Linked DNA regions of Triticum aestivum: region 2 is linked to region 1. A link is a contact called in public Hi-C data. All regions are on one chromosome and are shown on one strand. Each heading gives the region's core, a stretch centred on a gene start, on an enhancer-like site or on the middle of the called end of the contact. The rest is flanking DNA. Distances are from core to core; before and after follow the strand shown. Region 1 holds the start of LOC123077805. Region 2 holds the start of LOC123077810.

Evidence for each region. A called contact is a pair of places that touch in the nucleus more often than the background predicts.
Region 2: a contact with region 1 is called in a Hi-C map of leaf, with 7 times the contacts expected there. The contact joins the promoter of LOC123077810 here to the promoter of LOC123077805 in region 1.

What each region holds. Positions count from the first base shown.
Region 1 is chr3D:123,021,849-123,026,156 of IWGSC CS RefSeq v2.1, forward strand. It overlaps LOC123077805, which reads left to right and starts at 2,333. Exons shown (of 4, transcript XM_044500133.1): 1 at 2,333-2,507; 2 at 4,048-4,090; 3 at 4,199-4,308. The coding sequence starts at 4,090.
Region 2 is chr3D:123,857,811-123,862,118 of IWGSC CS RefSeq v2.1, forward strand. LOC123077810 reads left to right here and starts at 2,341. Exons shown (of 11, transcript XM_044500140.1): 1 at 2,341-2,539; 2 at 2,634-2,735; 3 at 3,544-3,660.

The DNA.
Region 1 (4,308 bases), core at 1,083-3,582:
CGGTCGATTGGTGGAGTAATTGTAGTAGATGTAGGCAGGAGTCGGTCTACTTGTCACGGACGTAATGCCTAGTGCGTGATCATGCCATGAATAACGTCATAACTATGTGATTTTCTATCAATTGCCCAACAGTAATTTGTTTACCCACTGTATGTAATTTTTATGAGAGAGATGCCTCTAGTGAAAACTATGCCCCCCCGGTCTATTTTATTCATATTACAAAAACCAAAAATACCTTGCTGCAATTTGTTTACTTTTATTTTACTTTACAATTTATCTATCACCTACTATCAAATTCGATCCTTGCAATTAACGAGTACAAGGGGATTGACAACCCTCTTGCCCGCGTTGGGTGCAAGTATTTGCTCTTATGTGTGTAGGTACTGTCGACGGTTGTTTGCATGGATCTCCTATTGGTTCAATAACCTTGGTTCTCCACTGAGGGAAATACTATCATCTACTATATTGCTTCACCCTTCCTCTTCGGGGAAAATCCCAACGCTGCTCACAAGTAGCACGGGTACACAAATTACTGTTGGGAAATTGATAGAATAGTGCATAGTTATGATGTTATTCATGGCATGATAAGTACATAGGCATTACATCCGTGACACGTAGACCGATACGATACTACTATTACTCCACTTCGAGAGCGCTTTTATGCTTGCCTCTCTAGGTATTAAGTTCATGACAAACAGAGTAATGCATGAAGCATGATGACATAATGTAGACATAATAAAACTAATCAATATGATCAAACCCCGTCGCTTTATCCTTAGTAGCAACAATACAATACATACCTCGCTACCCCTCCTATCACAGAGTGAGGACACCGCAAGATTTAAACTACCACAAAGCACATCTCCCACTGAAGATAAATCAATCTAGTTGGCTAAACCAAACGGATAGATTGGAGAGAAATACAAAGCTATAACAATCACACATAGTAAAGTTCAGAAATAACTCAGTTACTTTTAATGAACAATCTGATCATAAACCCACAACTCATCGGATCCCAACAAACGCACTGCAAAAAGATTACATCGAATCGATCTCCGAAGAGAACATCGTATTAAAGATCAGAGAGAGAGAGAGAGAAGAGCCATCTAGCTACTGCTATGGACCCATAGGTCCTGTGGGGAACTACTCACACATCATCGGAGGTGCAACAAGGTTGATGTAGAAGCCCTCCGTGATCGATTCCCCCTCCGACAGAGTACCGGCGGAGGCCTCCAGATGGGATCGCGGAAGAATAGAGGCTTGCGGCGGCTGAATAATTGTTTCGGGTCTCGCTCTGTTTTTTTTTTGCAATATTTGAGAATTTATAGCAGTGGAATTAGGTCAGACGGAGCCACGAGGGGCCCACAAGACATCAAGGCGCGCTTACCCCCCTGGGCGCACCCTGTTATCTTGTCGTCTCCTCGGCTGGCTTCTGGTCCTCTCCCGAAACTTCTAGGGTCCCTCCTGGTCCAGAAAAAAGTCATTTTTTTGGTCATGTTTGGACTCTGTTTGGTAGGGATTTTCGGTAAAACCAAAAACATTCATAACACAACAACTCACACTAGGCACTGGGTTAATAGGTTAGTTCCAAAAAAATATAACATTGCATATAAAGCATACAAGATTGATAATATAATAATATGAAATAATAAAAAATTATAGATAAGTCGAAGATGTATCAGTGGCCGGCTCCAAAGCCGCTTTCGCCTTGCCCATGGCGCGCATTGCGAGTCGCCGAGTTGATCTTCCGGGCGGCCGCCACCATTGGATCCTCCCGCTTCATCTCTGGTAACAATACAAATGGATCCATGTGGCGGCGGGCGGTGAAAGGGGCTGGAACGTGGGTAGATGATGGTGACGGTCAAATGGAAAGGGTGGGAATGTGCGGGCTTTGGCGCGAAACAGTGCGGGTATGGCCAATGTCCAGGCTCCGGATAGGGTCTTGGGCGGGCGTCGGAGTCCTACGTGATGGAGATCCGGACTCCCGCAAACATCCCCTAGCTCTGTATCCAATTTGCAAAAAATTATACACCCAGACGCGTAGCCGGACATTTACGGCACCACGATGGATCGAAAAAACATTCAGACATATTGATTTGGACGTTTTGCGGGCGTTTTAGATTCAGTTCTCTGTCATTGATCTTACATGAAAAATCGTGTGAGTATCTTTTTTATGCTCGATTTAGATGTGCAATAAAGCACTTGTACGTCTCGATTACTCAGTTCGAGCTCCATAGCACACGTGGACGAGACTGGCCAGTCCATCTCGTGGTATCTTTTTTCCTCTCTTATTATAGACCCATATCGTGGTATCTCGCGTTGCGTACCCGCAGCCCACGCCATCCCCCCCTTCCCCAAGCGTAGACATCTCGCACGCTCTTCTCCCCCACTGCAGCACGGCTCCGCTCGCGACGCGGCGGCGGCCGAGCCTCCTCCCGACCAGGAGACGATAAATCGGGGAGAAGAGAGGAGAAATACCCCAAGCTAAATCGCTCCGCGAAGCTCAGGTTAGCAGCCCCCCCGCCCCCTTCCGCGATCTACACAAGCAAGCTTGAAGAACCCGGATCTCGCTTTATTCCTTAAGTAGATTATTCCTCGCGAGTCGCAGCGATTATTTTGCCGATCGGCGGTGAAAAGAAATTAGTATAACCCTTTTGAAGTACTGGAAACTCGAACTGTTCTGGAAGTTTGGGTTGGTCCGAGGGAACAAATGGTAAAGAAATCAAAGGAATCGACTTTGTTTCCATTTCTGCCGCTGATACTCTGGCTGATGAATTGCCAGAGCAGCGATACATACAGCTTCGGACCATCAGATCTTACCGGAGCCTCATTTCTTGGATTGGGCTGGATTCAAGGAGTAGTAGTAGCTTTTCAAATGCCTCAATGGTGTACTACCTCCGGCCGGGTTCATTAGTCCTCTCGTATTTTGTCAAATTCTGACTGTAAATTTGATTGATAAAATACTCTCTCCGTTCCGAAATACTTGTTCATTTGAACTAAAACCATGAGAAGTATTTCGGAGCGAAGGAAGTATGTAGTAAAAATAAGAGGATCATTCGAAACTTCTTTTGAATAAGAATTTATTGATATAAATTTTATAATATTTAACTTAAATTTTGCTAGTTAAATCTATGGTCAAAATTTGACACAAAATACAATGGGAACTGGTAAAGCTGGACGGAGGTAGTACGGCACTGTTATGCCTCTACCCCGGGCCACTGTCGTCTTTAGCGACAACGTCAGTGCGGTCTACATGTCTACGAACCTGGTTCAACAACCGCGACTGTTGTTGAACCGGGTTCGGACCGCGCTGACGTTGTTGCAGAAGACGACAACGACCCGGGGTAGGGTGTGTTGCAGTTCTGACATGAGTTGACGACGGCTCGGTTCTCGGCTTCAGTGCTCTATCGAGAACCACTTCGCCCGCAATTGCGTTGCCCTTGGACACATTCGTGTGCTCCATGTGCCTTCCTTCTGACAGTTCGCCGACATATTCACCAATGGGCGGCCGCCCCCCTTGTTCTTGGACTTCCAGTCCAGCGTCAACATCTGAAAATCTCCCGTTGTGTCTGCGGGCCCCGGCGGGGGGGGGGGGGGGGGGGGGGTGGGGTTATTCTGTTATCCCTTACCATATTTAGCGCATGCGCAATTAGAGACATCAGGCCATTATGTAGGAAGATTGTAACTGGAATTATTTTCCTGTACGTCACGTGCAATCCGCTATATATAGAAGGTCATGATTGTGGCATGTATTCTCAAACTTTCAGGCACTAGTGACTTTGCTGATAGGTACACAAAACTTTGGAGAGCATCGCCCATGCGGCGGCGTTAATGAATGAAGATGCAATACTGAATTGGCTGTGTTGCACTGTATATACACAGTTACATACACACTTAGATGTCCTGGTTCCAACAGTTCAATTAACTCTGTCCTCTTTAGCATTTTGAGCTTCTACTTGCAATGCATCCAGTTCCTAGTTACCCAGATTACTCAGTTACATCATAAGCAGCAGGCCTTAGTAATTCACACCTTTAATTTCCCTGCAGATATCAACTTGAAGTCACCTCCAGCCTCCTGCTTCGCCATAAAGTATTGTTCCTTCTCTCAGTTGCACCATCTATAACTTGAATCTTTCCTATGATGACAAACGTTGGTGTGCTGCATTTCTATTTCGTGATCATTTGCTATATACTTCAGTGCGGGAGAAGGATGCCTGCTGGGAGTACGGCGACAAGCTAGACGGGAACAGGGTCCGGTGCAGATTCTGCCAAAAGGTTATCAATGGTGGAATAAGCAGGTTCAAGTTT
Region 2 (4,308 bases), core at 1,091-3,590, 840 kb after region 1:
AGGGAGGGCAGCAACATCTAAGCCTTGGGCGCCTCCCTCCTCCCCTGCAACACCTCTCTCTCTCTCAGAAGCTTGCAAAGCCCTGCCGGAGAGCCGCTACATCCACCACCACGCCGTCGTGCTGTTGGATCTCCATCAACCTCTCCTTCCCCCTTGCTGGATCAAGAAGGAGGAGACGTCGCTGCACCGTACGTGTGTTGAACGCGGAGGTGCCGTCCGTTCGGCACTCGGTCATCGGTGATTTGGATCACGGCGAGTACGACTCCGTCATCCACGTTCATTGGAACGCTTCCGCTCGCGATCTACAAGGGTATGTAGATGCACTCCCTTCCCCTCGTTGCTAGTAGACTCCATAGATGCATCTTGGTGAGCGTAGGAAAATTTTAAATTATGCTACGATTCCCAACACCACCACCACCAACCCTCTCTCCTCCTCCCTCTTCTCCCCTTCATCCAGTCGCGCCATGGCGAGCACCCCCGTTGCGCCGCCGCTGACACCGGCTAGCACGCGCTCTGCTGTCGCGATCGTCGGCCACCTCCACCACCACCCACCCTCTCTCCTCCTCCCTCTTATCGATCGACAACACCCGCTCCTGCTGCTATCGGGTGATGAAGACGATCTCCGGTCGACTCCGACGATGCAAGGAGCCGTCCACTTCCGCAACATCACTGCTGTTGCGAAAAACAAATGTGCAACAAGACCGTTGTTGCAAAAAAATCGCACCAAGACCTCTGTTGCAAAAAAATCCACAACAATACCTTTGTTGCAAAAAAATCTGCAACACAACCTCTGTTGCAAAAAAATTATGCAACTCTGCAACAAGGCCTTTGTTGTAAAGTAGAGAAAAGAAGTTCACCTTGCTAGATCTGTGTTAGATTCGACGGCTCGCGAGGCGGCGGATCTTTTTCGGCCGGCCTACGCGTAGCAGCCCCCATATTCTAACTAAATATATTAGAAAAAATAAATCGACATATTTTTTTTGAAAATGTTTACAAGCATTCGAAAAATGTTAAATATGTATAGAGAAAATGTTTATTACATATACAAAAAATGTGTATGATGTATTTTAAAATGTTAATCAAGAATTTCTAAAAAAATTCAAAAAGTGTTTGAAAAATGTTAATGAAGCATTTGGAAAATGATAAATGTGTATAAAAAAATATTGACCATGTATTAAAAATATGATGAAAAAAGTTTGATAATGTATATAAGAACGTTCATCAAGCATTTCAAAAAACAATATTGAACTAGTATTTGAAAATGGTTTATCAAACATTTGAAAGAATGTTAAATGTGTATAGAAAAACTGTTCAACATGTATAAAAAAGATGAAAAAATGTGATCACGCATATTAAAATGTTAATTGAACATTTAGAAAAATGTTGAACAAGTATTTTAAAAAATGTTAATCAAGCAGTTGTAAATGTTAATTGTGTTTCAAAAAATGTTGACGATGTGTTCAAAGAATGTTAAATATTGCATTTAAAAATGTTAATTAAGCATTTAAAAAATGTTAAACGTTCTTAGTAAAAAATGTTGACCATGTGTTAGAAAATTTTAATCAATTATTTAAAAATGTTTAAAAGTGTTTATAGGAAAAGTGTTGACCAAGTATTCAAAAAATATTAATCTTGTGTTCAATAAATTTTAATCAAGCATTTGAAAAATGTTAAAAATGTGTATAGAAAAAATGTTGACCATGTATTAAAAATATTAAATTTCTATTGGAAAAGTGTTAAACGTGTATTAAAAAATATGGTTGACGTATAAAAAAAGTGTATAATAAAAACCAAAAGAAACAAAGAACCCCAAAAAATGAAAAGCGAGAAAGAAACAAAATAAACCAAAGAAAAAAGGAAATGCAAAATCTGATATAAAAACAATGAAAGAAACAAAGAAAAACAAAAAGGAATAAAACAAAAAAAGAGAGAAGATGTAACAAAACCAAACAAAAAACAAAAGAAAATGAGAAAAGCGAATAAAAATGAAGAAAGAAGAAAGAAAATAAAAAATTCAGTAAAAACAGGGAAAAAGAAACGAAGAAAACCTGATGAAAAAAGAAAAGAAAACAGAAAACCTGTGTAAAAAACCAGCTTTTTTCATTCTAGTAGGTTGCGCCCAAGTTATTCAACATGAACTCGATCTTGGCTCAGTGGCTATCCGTGCGACGAAGCAACCTAGAGATCCCAGGCTGGATCGCTAGTGGGCTGAGCCGATTACTCGTGACGCTTCAGTGAGAGATCCATATATCTCGCTGAAGGAAATTCCTATTTGACGCATTCTGTGTCAAAGTGTCGGCGCGCCGCACACCCCTTCAACTGATTTGGGCCGGCCTTTTTACTACCTGTTCGCTGTCTCATTTCCTTCCTCCGTGCGGCTCACTGTTTCTTTCTTTCGTCGCTCCAGAGATGCCTCCCCCTTCCTCTTCCTCATGCCGCATCCCTCTTCCTCTTCCTCCCTCGTGCCGCACTCCCCTTCCTCCCTCTTCATCTGCTTTTTCCTCCAGGGATCCCACTCCGGCAAAAGATCGCCGCCCTGGTAAGCAGCCGATGGGCCTCTCTCCCCTCGATTCGTCTGAGGCATCGCCGATCAGATCTGGCTGACGTCGTCGCGATGGATGTTTTTTTTGCAGGTGGTCAGTGCCTCCTCGTCGGCGTCGGCGTCGTTTAGGGTTCCTTCAAGGTCGGGGTCGTCTAGGGTTCCATCAAGCTCCGTCAAGTTCGTCATCTTCAAGGTAATGCCCCTAATTCCCCCCGCTGTGTTGTTCGTGTTCTCTGTGTGTGGTATCACCAGATCGAGGCGATTTTTGTCCCATTTGTGTCGGTCCAGCGTTTCTAGGGTTTGTAGGAGGTTTTGGTGGCAGCAGTGGAGCGATTTTTTCATTCTGATTTGGGTGAATCTGAGGCTAGACAAGAGGGTTGCCTTCAGAATTTGGATTCAGGGTGTGAATGCAGCATAATGATGGTAGGAGGGTGTCTGTTCATGTGCTTCCTCAGAGTTTGTGTGTGTGTGTGTGTGTTGATGTTGATGATGATAGGTGTGTTTTTGTAGGATGATGCAGAAGTCCTCATCTCTTGATTATATGTTTTGTTAGTTTCTGTGATGTGTAGCAGCATGATGGACACTTGTTAGGATGTATTTTGTCGAGAAGCAAGCACCTATCAATATTTTAAGCTCCAAGGAATAACATTTTCATAGAGCCATTCAGACTGTTTGTTGTATGGTTCTGCGTGCGTGCGTGCCTGCACAAAATGTTAATATATAATGGAGCCCATACCGATGTAATAATGGTCCAGATACTCAGCTTTTCCTCTTTGTGCTGTTCATGAATAATAATGTTTAGAATTCACATTTGTTCTGCGTGCGTGCCCATACCGACGTAACCAAAAGAACAGTCTGAAGTTTCTGTAATGTGTTTATTTGTATTCATAATGTGAATTGTTTGAGCTCAACATTGAACTAGTTTGGCACACACCACGACATTTTTTTTGTTTTTCAGTTTAAGCTCAAAATTTGCTATGTCTCTTGTCCTTCTTCTGCAGAAGTATTCCATCGGTACAGCAGAGAGAGGACAAGGGGCTCATCAAGGCACGCGGTGCTAGGAACTTCCATTCGACGGCCCCACTGCTTATTCGACATCCTATTTCAAAACAGTCGTGGTGAGCTCTTGGTCTGAGCTCATGGTCCATCGATTTTTTTTCTATGTATATATCTGTGCACTGTAGGCCAGTGTTCGTTTTTTAAGTGATAGTAGGTGATGTGACTATAGTTTTTGATATAGGACGTTAACCTAGTAATACAAGATGAAACTTGCAAGATGTACACATATTAGGTTGATACTTTTTGTTGATGCCGAGGAAAAAATATTTGACTTGAAGAACATTTTTAAACTTCAGAGAACATTATTTATTAGGGAACAATTTAGTGTTTTTTTAGAACATTATTGAAGGAACATTATTCAAGCAACAACAAAAAATTCTTCACCCCAAGGAACATTATTCAATTATCATCAGAGCAATACTTGTCCCCCCAAATAATGTTCCTTTAATAATGTTCCCCAGTTAAATGTTCATTTTTTTATTAACCAGGGAATTATAGTTCCCCTACAATTTTTGCTGATTAATGTTCCTTTAATATGTTCCCCAAATATTGTTCAACTTTTTTGTTCCCCCAATAATGTTCCCTAAATAATGCTTCTTTAATATTGTTCTCCAAAATGTTCCCCAAATAATTGTTAATGCCGAGGAAAAATTATTTGACTTGAAGAACATTTTTAAACTTCAGAGAACATTATTTATTAGGGAACA